Linked DNA regions of Mus musculus: region 2 is linked to region 1. Evidence: chromatin contacts called from public Micro-C data. All regions are on one chromosome and are shown on one strand. The core of a region is the stretch at or near the end of the contact, and the rest is flanking DNA. Distances in the headings are between cores, read along the strand shown.

What was found. Hi-C and Micro-C count contacts between places; a contact is called where the count stands out from the background.
Region 2: a Micro-C map of the G1E-ER4 cell line shows a contact between it and region 1, with 5 times the contacts expected there. The contact joins the promoter of Gtsf1l here to the promoter of Sgk2 in region 1. A contact is called at or near these places in 15 of 39 promoter capture datasets (the HPC-7 cell line, HPC-7-derived erythroid cells, cranial neural crest and 8 more), 4 of 15 datasets of contacts at CTCF or cohesin (the G1E-ER4 cell line, embryonic stem cells and pro-B cells), 75 of 484 Hi-C or Micro-C datasets (8-cell embryo, the AtT-20 cell line, B cells and 23 more), 15 of 115 datasets of contacts at active chromatin or transcription factors (embryonic stem cells, epiblast stem cells and trophoblast stem cells) and 4 of 9 other capture datasets (adipose tissue, embryonic stem cells, liver and 1 more).

What each region holds. Positions count from the first base shown.
Region 1 is chr2:162,984,708-162,990,931 of GRCm38.p6, forward strand. It overlaps Sgk2 (serum/glucocorticoid regulated kinase 2), which reads left to right and starts at 2,774. Exons shown (of 14, transcript NM_013731.3): 1 at 2,774-2,888.
Region 2 is chr2:163,087,556-163,094,167 of GRCm38.p6, forward strand. It overlaps Gtsf1l (gametocyte specific factor 1-like), which reads right to left and starts at 2,046. Exons shown (of 2, transcript NM_026630.2): 1 at 1,984-2,046; 2 at 1-292. The coding sequence starts at 6.

The DNA.
Region 1 (6,224 bases), core at 1,524-4,023:
GATACATCTGCATTGGTTCAGTGTCTTGTGTCCCCATCTTTGTCCCCAAGACTGTATCTTTTTGTTACATTTATTTTCACTCTGTTCATGGGAGTGTTGTGTATGTATGTTAAGTGTACTGAGAAGATGGTGTCCTCCAGAACTTAAGTTACAGGTGTTTTAAGCTGCTGCATCGGTGTTGAGAACTGAACTTAGGTCCTCTGCAAGAGCAGCCAGGGCTCTTAACCACTGAGCCCTGAATGTATCCAGCCCCAAGAATGTATCTTTGATCTTCATACCCACACAACAGAGTTCATGCAAGGAGGAGGGAAGGGAAAGGAAGAAGGAAAAACAGCTGGGAGAAGGTGTGTATGGTGACACAGGAGACATCTGGGCTTTTTTTCTTCAGGTCACAGAGAAAGAAGGACAAGTTCGACCATGGAGGGGACCCATGTTGATTGTTATAGTAAGTTGGTAAATGGGTTAGTAATTCCCAGTTACAGGATACACAGAAGTTTTAGTAAAGGACCTTAGCTGTTCTCCCGGTGGGGGGGTCTCGTTTAAAGTAAGAAATGAAATTAGTAAGAGCACAAATGCTTAAGGACAAGGAACTGAGACTGGGAAACATGAAAGCAACCCCACACTGCAGAGAGTGCTGCAGCTCGCAGGAAAAGATAAGGTTGGGCTGGCAAGAAGGCACTTGTCACACAGGCCTGATGACTTCAGGTCAGTCCCCAGAAGCCACATACAAGTGGAAGGAGACAGCCAACTCCCAGAAGTCGCCCTCTGACCTCCAACTTTAAGGGCTAGTGAGATGTTGGCTCATCACTTAAGAGCAGAGGACCCAGGTTTGGTTCCCATCTGGTTTCCACATCAGGCAGCACACAACCACTATAACTCCAGTACCAGAGGACCAGAAGCCCTCTTCTGGCCTCCTCAGGTACCTGATACACGAAGTACATATACAGTCAGGCATACATACACAGAAGATATGGAAAGAAAGAAAGAAAGAAAGAAAGAAAGAAAGAAAGAAAGAAAGAAAGAAAGAAAGAGAGAGAGAGAGAGAGAAAGGAAAGAGAAGAAAGAAATGAAGGAAGAAAGAAAGGAAGAAAAGAAAATCAAACCTGTGTTGACGTGGAAAGATATACATGAGAAAAAGAAATAAATTCTTGAGAAGCGATAGCTGAGCAAGTGTGTACTATGAGTCAGTTCTGCATGCAGATATGTCCACTAGGGCACAGACCAAAGTTTGGAGGACCTGTCACCATTTAATTAACAGCACATACCTCTAGAAATATGAGGGATTCTGGGTATGGAGGGATCTTTCACTTTCAATTTAGCATTCTTCTGTAAGCTGAAATTCTTGCATACAGTCTGTACAATCGATGCCATTGTGTGTGTGGCTTTTTTTTTTTTTTTTTTTTTTTTTTTTTTTTTTTTTTTGACAGCTCTGGGATTAAAGGGAGGAGCTTGGCGGAGCCACAGTAGTGAAAGAGGCAGAGCCCTGGCCAGAGTCCTGATTTGCTCTTATACTCAGGCCAGCTGCCTCCCCTCTCTGGACCAGGGCCAGACATGTGCTGGTGTGTGTGCTGGGCAAGGTGGTGAACTGAGGGCACCGGAGAACTTTGCAAAGCTCGGGAGCAGTAGTTTTTAAGGCACTAAGCTGGATCATTGAGTCTTTGGTGTTTTTGTTAAACAGAGTCAATGGTAAACGGCTGTGAAAGTAGATTGTATAGCATACTCCCTTGGCATATGCAGGGTGCTGGCTTTGATCCCCAGCACCACATAAGGTTTGGGCATAATGGTACCACCCGTAATCCCAATACTTGAGAGGTGGAGTGGGGGAACCAGATGTTCAAAATTAGTCTCAGCTATATAGAGAGTTCCAGGCCAGCCTAGGATACGTGGCACATTACTTTAAACATCGTGAAATCAAACTCTAAACACTGAAATCAAAACCAAACACTGCAGAGAGGTCACTTGGAAGATCGTGTCCCCACCTGCCTAGTTGTCTGACCCTGCGTCCTCCCTGAGTCAGAATGCCTGGCCTGATAGCGTCACATCATTCACAAAATATCCTTCACTTCGGCTGAGCCCTGGTGCGGTGCCTGGCCCTCAGTTTTCCGACATTCAGAGCAGGATCTCCACTCCACCCCACAAGCATTCTTCTCCTAAAATGATGTCAGGATAGGTGAACCCTGGGTGGTTAGGCAGCAGCTCAGTCAAGAGAGAATGAGAGGCATCCAGCAATGCAGCAAGACAGAGCAGGAATGAGCTGCCCATTCCTGAAAGCTCTCAAGGAGGAAGGCTGCACACAGAGCCAGGCAGCCCTCCTCAGGGAAATGGTGTGAGGGAGTTGGAGGAAACAGGTCTTTTTATTGTCTGTTCTCCATGTTCCAGGAAAAGGGGGAAGTGACTCAGATGGTGGCATCTAGGAGGGTTAAGTGGACAAGCCTAACTCCAGCTGGACTATGGAAAGGGGGTGATTTCAAGAATGAAGGTATGACAGTGTCCGAAGAGACTTAGGAGAGCCTTCGTGGAGGCTCAGGAATTCACGTGAGGCTCTGGGAGCTGGAGTCATTTGCCCAAGGTCACACAGCTTCAAGTTTGCAGTTTTTAACAGTTCGGAGGGTCCCCAGGGCACAGCTGTCCAGGAGCCAGTGGTGCAGCAACCATGGTGATTCAGCCCAGCAGTTAATGAGTAACCGGAAGGTCCTGAAGCTGGCTCGCAGCTGGCAGGACTGGGAGGCTGAACCTGTGCTGGTTTGAGAGTCAGGCGAGTGGGTGACAGGTCACTCCTGCTTGGGAAGGTTGCAGGGTGAGTCAGGATTGGGTTTCAGGTCAGAAGGACGGTGCAGAGGAAGAGAACACAATTCTCTAGGACCTGCACTGGAACCCGGGGTTTCCAGGTGAGCAGCTTCTCTGGGAGCAGGGCACCTGCCTTACTCTCAGCTTACAGCTACATCTGAGTTATTCCAACCTAGGCTAGATTCTTTCCAAACTACGCACCTTCTTTTTCATACCCTTCTCCTCCTTTTCCTCCCTAACTTCATCTCCATTTCTCCTTTTCTTCTACTCAAGTTTTCTTACTCCCTAACCCTTCTCCCCTTTCTGAAGTGAGAATTTTGGTTTCTTTAAGACCACAGGAATATCATAACAATATGTTTTCCATTTTAATCCTGGGTGTGGTATGAGATTGTCCACAGCAGCTGACTGTGATTTGCCTCATGCTCTAGCAAGGCATGGTTTTACCAGATGCAGGGAGGTTTGTTTTGTTTTGTGATTGTGTGATGTTTGGAACTCTAGGGACTTTTCATAGGGTGTATAAATTATAAATGCTAGAGCCTCAGAGGCTGTGTGTGTTGTTGGTTGGTTGCTGTTGCTTGCTGCATTTTATCAAGGAGTTGCACACAAAGAAAAAACAACAAGGAGAAATTAGATATCCTGACTGTGAAGATCAAACTTGCCCCAAGGAACTCAATGACCCTAATCAGCAGGAAGTAGTCTAAGGTAAATGTCGCCCCCTTTTTCCTTCTATTCTTTTTCTTTCCTATCAAGTATTGGAGTTGAAAGGGTGGAAGAAGAAGGGTGGAAAAAGATGGATGAGAAAGTAACCCACAAAATAGCGAAAGTCTGCCTCTGTCTTTCTTCGCAGCCAACTAACTTCCTAATTTCTTCTTTCTTAATGAACCAGCCCATCACAGATCACTTCCTCTCCACTTTCATTATTTCTGTCTAGACTCTTCTGGAGATTCTAGGCTGTGGGTTTTGGGGTCAGCTTGCTTGGGTTCAAATCCAATTTATATCACTTACTAACATGGTATCTCACTCACATCATTTCTCTTCGCCATCCCTTGGTTTCCTCCTCATTTAAATAGGACTGTCAGGGCTGGGGTGGAGCTTAGAGGTAGAGAACTTGGTTATCGGTGCTAAATCCAGTCTTCAACAACACACACACACATACACAGGTGTGTGTACACACACACAGATTTCAAGTTGGGCCAGGTTGTATCACAAGACAGTAATACAGGATCAAAGGAACTCTGCAAAGATGGGGTAGGGTGAGGTCTTAGTCAAGGTGACAGAAAAAGTGAGCAGTGAACATTTTGTTTTTTGGTTTTGTTTTGTTTTTTTAGATTTATTTATTGTTATATGTAAGTACACTGTAGCTGTCTTCAGACACTACTATCTGAAGAGGATGTCATGCTGATCTCATTATGGGTGGTTGTGAGCCACCATGTGGTTGCTGGGATTTGAACTCAAGACCTTTGGAAGAGCAGTTAGTGCTCTTAACCGCTGAGCCATCTCTCCAGCCCCATGCAGTGAACATTTTGAAGGGCTGCTGAGGCTTGGTATTTTAGTGATTAAACTGTGTCACTGTGAGAAATTTTCTGCAATAGTTCAAAAACAAAACCAAATAGCCTAACTTAACCACGGTGGTCGTGGCTTCCTGCCTTTGTCGAAGCTATACATGCAAATACCTGCTATCTTTTATTTTTCCACTTTAATAAAATGATTCCCCCAGCGCCCCCACCATTCTAAAATTTGCTTTCTCCTTGAAAATTGTATCAGCTGTGTGGCCCCTTTTTGGCCCATGTAGGTGTCTATAGGCAGAGGTTTGGGTTATATACATTTTCATTTTGTATGTATACTGTGATGGAGCGTTCCATTCCTTGACTTCATTAGTCAAATGTGTCATGAAAACTGCCTCTATTTCAGGCCTGTTGTAGATGTAGAGAATTCAGTACTAAGCCAGAAGAGTCTGCCTTTATGAGCGGATGCTCTAGTTTGAGCCCTTGACTAGTGACACAGTTAGAGAGCAAGAGCGACAAGGAAACAAAGCCAGAGGACAGGATGGCTCTCGTAGAGGGTCAGGGCAAGCATTAGGGTTTTCTCAGGTCTGCAGAGGCTCAACACCGGAGAAGAAGAGTCCAGTAAGGGGACTAAGCCAAAAGGGACCACAGGACATCTCAGAGCAGAGTGGATAAAGGGAGAGTGACAGGTGAGTTGTCAAAGCCTCGGCTGGCTGAGCAATGAGGACATCAGTGTCATCACTGGCACCTGAGTGGACAGTCATCCACTGTTCACTGATCCCTTGGGATGCTTGAGGTGGGTACAGGATTGGGACAGGAAAGGAGTGAGCTGAGGAAGGCAGATGACTCTAGAGGAGTTTAATGAAGAGAGAGAGAGAAAGACAGGCAGTCAACCTAGATGCAAAGTGAGGACAGAGACAGCGTGGCTTGATGTGTTCCTAAGTGCCAGGCAGGGACACTTAGGCTTTCTTTGGTTTCTGCCCAGTGAAGACCCCATGGGGTTCTTGTTACTGAAATGTCCTTGGAAGGGCATGTGTTTTGTCAACAAGCCACCTTACAGACTTGTGTATTGGTTCAACATTTCTATTTGGTGAGAAAATGAAAGACTTTGATACTGTTTACTGCAGTATTCTTGGGTCAACACCTCCAGGTCCCTTGAAGTGTAGAGTCTCTAAGAATGCCTGGCCCACCCACTCTCAGTCTATTCTGTTCCCTCCCCTAAACTGACTAGCCACACAGAACACTCTAGAAGACAGTTGCTGTGTTGATCCCATCCAGTCCCTCCTTCCTCAGATCACCTACCCACCCCTCTGATCCCCTGTGAGGATCAGGACCCTGTGAGAACTTAAAGGTCACGCCAACAGTAAGACCTTTGTGAGCTTCTGAGATGTGAGCCCTCACACAGCAGAAGGACTGTAACCCAGACAGGTCTGCTTTAGGGACAGTGAGCCCATGGGGAAGACCTAGGTAGTCAAGGGCTCAGTAGTCCAATACCAAGGCCAGCTGGATGGAGAGCCAGCTCCAGCTTTTCTGAAGCATCTACAGGATATTAGCAGGTGTGTTGTTCTCCATGGTCATAGCTCAGGTCCCTGGACCTCTCCTTTAGATCACATTGTTTGTCTTTATGGTACCTGGATAGGCACATGGTTCTAACAGACAGTATATATATATATATATATATATATATATATATATATATATATATATATATATATATATATGTGTGTGTGTGTGTGTGTGTGTGTGTGTGTGTGTGTGTGTGTGTGTATGTATGTATGTATATGTATGTGTATGTATATGTATATATAAGTGTGTGTACACAGAAAGAGAGAGAGGAAAGAGAAAGAAGGAAGGAAGGAGAGAGAGAGAAAGATTATGCAACACACACCAATATGGACAGTCATACAGTGATGGACCTATATACACCTATAC
Region 2 (6,612 bases), core at 796-3,295, 100 kb after region 1:
CTCCATCCGGGAGTTGACTTGAAGCCAAGTGTCCTGCTGCCCAAAGTGTACGTGGTACACCTCGAAAGGAAAAGCCTCTTCCTGTGAAAGATTGTGCTGTCTTCTGCCAGGCTTTGGCTCTTGGGTCTCTGGAGTGAAATTCTCACTCACGTTCTGTCAGCAATCGCTATGCAGAGAAAGCCAGAAAACAGCCACCAGAGACGTTAACTCAGGCAGGTACAAGAGCCCGAAACAGTAGCTTCCAAGGAGGTGAAGTTAGCAGGTTATAATGATGCTTTGACGCTAAGATACCCTGTGTTGTCAAAGGACAGAACAGGTGGTCACAATGGGCAGCTTATGACATCAGGGACAGACTGTCCACTGGGTGGGGGAAGTGGCTTGAGGAAAGCTGCTGTTCAAATGTAGTTATGACACGTACCCGGCCCTTGGCAGTTTCGGGCTTCATTAGCATAATCAAACCCCTTATTCATCAGCGTCGGTTGTGTGGTCTTTTAAAAACATCTTTTTTACATCATGTGTTTATTTGTAAGGAGTGACATTGGGGGTACACTTAGAAGTCGGAGAAAGACTTGTAGGAAGGATCAAATCCAGGTTATCAGGCTTGGCAGCAAGCACTTCTACCCCATGAGCCTTCCTGACTCCTTTTCTTTTTTTGTCCCTCTACTTTCCCCCTCCCTTCTCTCTTTTGATGCAAGGTCTCATGTAGCACAGGTTGGCCTTGACCTTGATATGTGGCTGAGGATATAATCACACCTTATAAACTGGGATTATAGACGCGGGTCTCCGTATCTAGTTTAGATGGTGCTGGGGACAAAGTCCAGGGCCTCATGCATTTGTGGCAAGTTATCTGTCAACTAGGCTATATCCTCTTCTTCTCTCCCCCCCCCCTCCCCTGTAGCTCTGGTTGTCCTGGAACTCACTCTGTAGACCAGGCTGGCCTCGAACTCAGAAATCTGCCCGCCTCTGCCTCCCAAGTACTGGGTTCAAAGGCGTGCGCCACCACTGCCCGGCATACTTATTTATTATGATAAATCTTTGGGCTGGAGTGAAGCAGGGCCAGAGCGACTGGGGCCAAGCAAAGCAAGCAATCTTCGTTCCTAGAAACCACATGATGGCTCACAACCATCAGTACAGCTACAGTGTACTCACATGCATAAAATAAATAAATCTTAAAAAAAAAATCCTCATGCTGCAGTCCACACGTGCTACAGTTTCCAAGCACGCAGCATGCTGGGTATCATTCCTTATTTTAAGTACACAGTGTTAAAGAAATATTTCCACCCCTTCCTCAGCCTCTACATTTTCCAGTTGCGTAGTAATTACAAATTGAAGTATCCATTTGTAATTACTAATTGGCTTTTTATTTTGTGTATGAGTGTTTTTCCTGCATGGGTGCAAGTGCGCTCTGTGTGTGTGTGTGTGTGTGTGTGTGTGTGTGTGTGTGTGTGTGTAGAGGCTGGAAGAGGGCTCTGGATCTGCTGGAACTGGAGTTGTTGATAGCTGTAGGCCACCATGCAGGTGCTGGGAACTGAACTTGGGTCATCGGCCAGAAGAGCAAGTACTCTTAGCCACTGAGACCTTTCTCTGGTCCTCGGTTTACCAGAATTTCAAGTTACTATTTTATCCTTTCTGGATCAGGTGAAGCTTTCTTTTAATCCACCCTCCCTCCCTCTCTTCCCTTTAGTGCTGGAGACCGAACCCGAGCTCTTACACTTGCCAGACTCTACTACCCAGCTAAATCCTCAAATCTCTGCATTTTAAACCTGGTTTTATTACTATTATTTATGAAGCTGAGTCAGGATTTTATAAAGACATTTTGGAAGACTGTAGTACAACTAACGTAAGCTTATCCCCAACTAACTCACACATAAATGAGACTTAGAATATGGTTATTTTATTCGGCTTTGACAATTACTGGGGGTCACCCCTAATCTGCTTTTCTGCTGGCCTGGCTACCTCCCCAGCGGGGGGTTCCCCAGATACCTGCTGTTTCTCCTGGGTCCCCTCCTCTCATGGCGCCTTCTCTCTCTCCCCTCATGGTCTCTCTTCTCTCCCTCTCAAGTCTCCACCCTCAGCCAGGTAACTCAAAATCCACCTACCTATAATCTCTCCAGTAATTGGCTGTAGCCATTTTTACTTAGCCAATAGTTTTAAGGAACAAGGTTTGCACAACAAAAGCTGGTAACCAGGAGAACTCACTCACTCATAGGCCTGGACCTTCGGGTTCAGAATTTAACTTTGTGATACACAGCAACAGATCAAACCTCAACAGAGGGCTGGAGAGATTACTCAGTAGTTAAGAGCACTTGCTGGTCTTTCAGAGGATGGTGGTTCGGATCCAACCCTCATGATAGCTCACAATTGTCTATTACACCAGTTCTAGGGAAGCTTGGTGCCCTCTTCTGGCCTCCGTGGCCTCCTGCATGCATGTGTGCTTCTCAAAGGAGTCAGAAAACAAGGACTTCCATAAATAAGGATGGAATGGGCTGCTGAAGGAAGAGTTTCTTAACCTTGTTTTTTTTTGTTTGTTTGTTGGATTGTTTTGTTTGTTTGTTTGTTTGTTTTGTTTTGTTTTGTTTTTTTGAGACAAGGTTTCTCTGTGTAGCCCTGGCTGTCCTGGAACTCACTCTGTAGACCAGGCTGGAGATCCCCCTGCCTCTGCCTCCCGAGTGTGGGATTAAAGGCGTGCGCCACCACTGCCCGGCTGAAGAGAGAGTTTCTTAACTCTGACTCAAGGGCCTTCTGGACCTCCCCGCTCTTGTCATTTTGTGTCGTTGAGATTTCTTTCCCTTTCTACTCTGTGCCTCTCCTTGACTCTAGGTTCTGCCCCTGCCTCTTTGCCCTTCTGGCTTATCTTGCTTCTTACACCCGCTTGGGGAATCACTGTCCTTCCGATTCAAATTCAACCTCCTGACTTCCTCTTGATAGACTGGTCAGCCTCCGCTTGTCCCATAACATCCTTGTTTCACCTCTTTTGACCTTAGAGATTTATTTGATTCATGTGTGTCTCCGTGTAAGTGTATGCTGTGTTATCTGTGGCACCCTCAGAGGCCAGAAGAAGGTGTTACAGGAGGTTGCAACAACCCGAAGTGACTTCTCTGGATGAGCCCCAAGTTCTCTTAACTGCTGACCCCCTTCTCTAGCACCTACTTTTATTTATTTATTGAGTTATTTTATTGTTTTGTTTATGAGTGTTTTGCTTTGCTTGCGTGTATGTAGGTGGTCCAAGTGTGCTCTCAGAGGTCAGAGATGGTGTTGGATCTTGTAGGACTGGAGTTACAGATAGTTGTGATGCTCCATGTGGGTGCTGGGAATCGAACCGGGGTCCTCTTGAAGAACAACAAATGCTCTAACCATTGAGCTTCCAGCAACTTCCTCTCCCTGATTCCTGAATAGTGTTTTTGCTGTGTTACTTCCTCTTATCCCTTGAGCTAAATCCAGTTTTTAATCATTCTACATGGAGTTGAGGGTCCAGCTCAGGCACTCACAATTTTGCATGTGTGTGTGTGCGTGCACATGTATGCTCGCACACACATATGGAGTCGGATGACTATTGCAGGCATTACCTACACTTTTCATCTCCTTGAGGAAGGGTCTTTCACTGACCAGGAGGGCACTCACTGGTTAGCCTGGGTTGGCTGGCCAGCACGTCTCCACCTCCCATCTCTGGGATAATAAGCAGGCACTACTATGTCCCGTGGCTTTTTCACCTGGATTCCAGGGACTGAGCTTGGCTCCTCTGGCTTCTGGGGCCAGAGCTTCACTGATGAGCTATATCTCCAAGCCTTTCCTTAACCTGTTAGAAGGTAGTCTACTTCATTTTCTGTCTGTCTTACAAAATTTTATTGTTGGTTTTTCCACAGTCTAATCTTTTTATTTGGGTATTTCTCTTTCTTCTGTTATTTATTTTATTTTATTTTATTTTTGTGCATTTGCCACTGAGACTCAGACCCACTGCCATGCATAAGCTAGGCAAGCACTCTGCCATACAAGTTATGGCTTCAAATGTTTTTCATTTTTGAGTCTGAGACAGAGTTTTGCTAAAACCTCCAGGCTGGATTTGAACTTGCTTCTGGCTCAGCCTCATTAGCAGGCCCGGCTCGGTAGTGATTTCTCTCTCATTCTCTTTCTGTTTTTGGAACACATGAGTTTTCTCACAAGGTCCCAGGAATCTCACACAGCTTTATTCATGAACCACTCATGTGCCCCTCCCAGGTGTAAGACCAGGAGTGGATTTCGCTTTAGATTACCCATCACCTTACCCTATTGTTCAGAATAATGTTTTCTAGCACGCACAACGTGCAGAGCTTGTGCTAATTTGACCTTGCCCTTGTGACTCTATAAGTCTGCACTCATATGACCTTGCTTACCTTAAAAGAATACCCTCAGAATATGAATTGTCGGACTTGGCTATTGCCTCAGATCAGCTCTCCCATGCTCACGCTGCCAATAGACTGGTAACACCCTGTACTTACGTATTCAGCTTCTTGAACCTGGGTGTGGCTATCTTGTGTTGGTTTTGGAACATGTTCAGCCAAATGCTGCTTCTCCTCTAATGCTGCTTCTGCCTCTTTCTCCCCCCACCCCGACCCCCGTCCCCCACTGAGGACCCTAGTGCTACACTCACTAACCTGAGCCCATCATATCCGCTTCCACGCACACCCTGTGCGATAAACTATAATTTCCTCCAATCTGGGCACTGTTTGTTCTGCAGTGACAGATCTGTTGCCAGATGTCCCTGCTGTCTCTTTTGTGAGAGTGTGTTGCACATGTGGGTGCACGTTTGTGTGGGTGTGCCTGTGTGAGCAGAGGCTACAGGATGGCATTGGGCATCTTCTTCTGTCACTCTCCATCTTTTTTTTTTTTTTTTTTTTAAGTGAGACAAAGTTTCTCAGTGAACCTGCTGCTTACTGTTTTTTTGGTTTTGGTTTTTGTTTTTTTCGAGACAGTGTTTCTCTGTGGCGCATGCCTCTAATCCCAGCACTCAGGAGTCAGAGGCAGGCGGATTTCTAAGTTCGAGGCCAGCCTGGTCTACAAAGTAAGTTCCAGGACAGTCAGGGCTACACAGAGAAACCCTGTCTCAAAAACAACAAAAACAAAACAAAAAATTTTATATTGGGCTGGAGAGATGGCGCAGGCTGCTCTTCCAGAGGTCCTGAGTTCAATCCCCAGCAACCACATGGTGGCTCACAACCATCTGTATTGGAATCTGATGCCCTCTTCTGGTGTGTCTGAAGTCAGCTACAGTGTACTCATATAAATAATAGGATTTATAAAATTCTCACTTTTTTGTTTTTTGTTTTTGTTTTTGTTTGGGTTTTTTTTTTTTTTTTTCCGAGACAAGGTTTCTCTGTGTAGCCCTGGCTGTCCTGGAACTCACTCTGTAGACCAGGCTGGCCTTGAACTCAGAAATCCACCTGCCTCTGCCTCCCGAGTGCTGGGATTAAAGGCATGCACCACCATGCCCGGCAAAATTCTTATTCTTTAAATTTTTTTTTTTTACATTGATGGGTATACTGGCTGCATGTATGTCTGTACTACATGGTGTGCATGGAGCAGTGCCCACAGAGGCTAGAAGAGAGACATTGGGTACTCTTGAACTGCAGTCACAGGTGGTTGGGAACTGACCTAGCGTCCTGGGAAGAGCAGCCAGTGCCCTTAACCACCAAGAATTCCCCTCAGTCTACCATAAGCTCGGATACTTGAACAGTTGGTTCCCATTGGTGACACTTTGAGGGTGTACTGGCTGGCTTTATGTTAACTTGACACAAATTAGCTAGAGTCATGAGGGAGGAACCTCAGTTGAGAAAATACCCCTATGAGATCCAGCTGTAGGGCATTTTCTTAACTAGTGATCAATGAGGCAGGGTCCAGCACATTGTGGGTGGGGTCACCCCTGGGCTAGTGGTCCCCAGTTTTGTAAGAAAGCAGGCTGAGCAAACCATGAGGAGAAAGCCAGTAAACAGCACCCCTCCATGGCTTCTGCATCAGCTCCTGCCACCGGGTTCCTATTCTGTTTGAGTTCCTGTCCTGACTTCCTCCAGTGATGAACAGTACAGTAGAAGTCTAAGCTGAAAAAACCCTTTCCTCCCCAATTTGCTTTGAGCATGGTATTTTCACTGCATCAATAGACACCCTAACGAAGACAGGGGGTGCGGTGATTTAAATGAGAAGGCTCCCCTCTAAGCTCAGATATTTGAATACTTAGTCCTCACTTGGTGGCACTGTGAGGGTAGGCTTAGGAGGTGCAGCCTTCCTTCAGGTCATAGTGTTTTATCAGCCAAACTCAAACGTAATGAATATAGATCTGCCTCTGCCGCAGCACTGGTATTATGGGAGCCCACGTCCAGCTTCATCTGTGGGTGCTGGGGACAGAACTCAGGTCCAGATGCTTGTTCAGCAAGCACTTTACCCGCTGAGCCGTGTACTCGGCCCTTCCCTACTGGCTCATAATTTGGGTGTTTACAGTTTGTGTGTTCAGGGCGCTGGTTGTTCTTACAATGGGCCACACTGCAGACAGAGCAAGACGTTTGCCCTTTCAGTGCTTTAAAGCTTGATAAGCTGAATTGATTAAAAACTGCGTTTGAAGCCCGTGGACCAGTTTTTACAAAT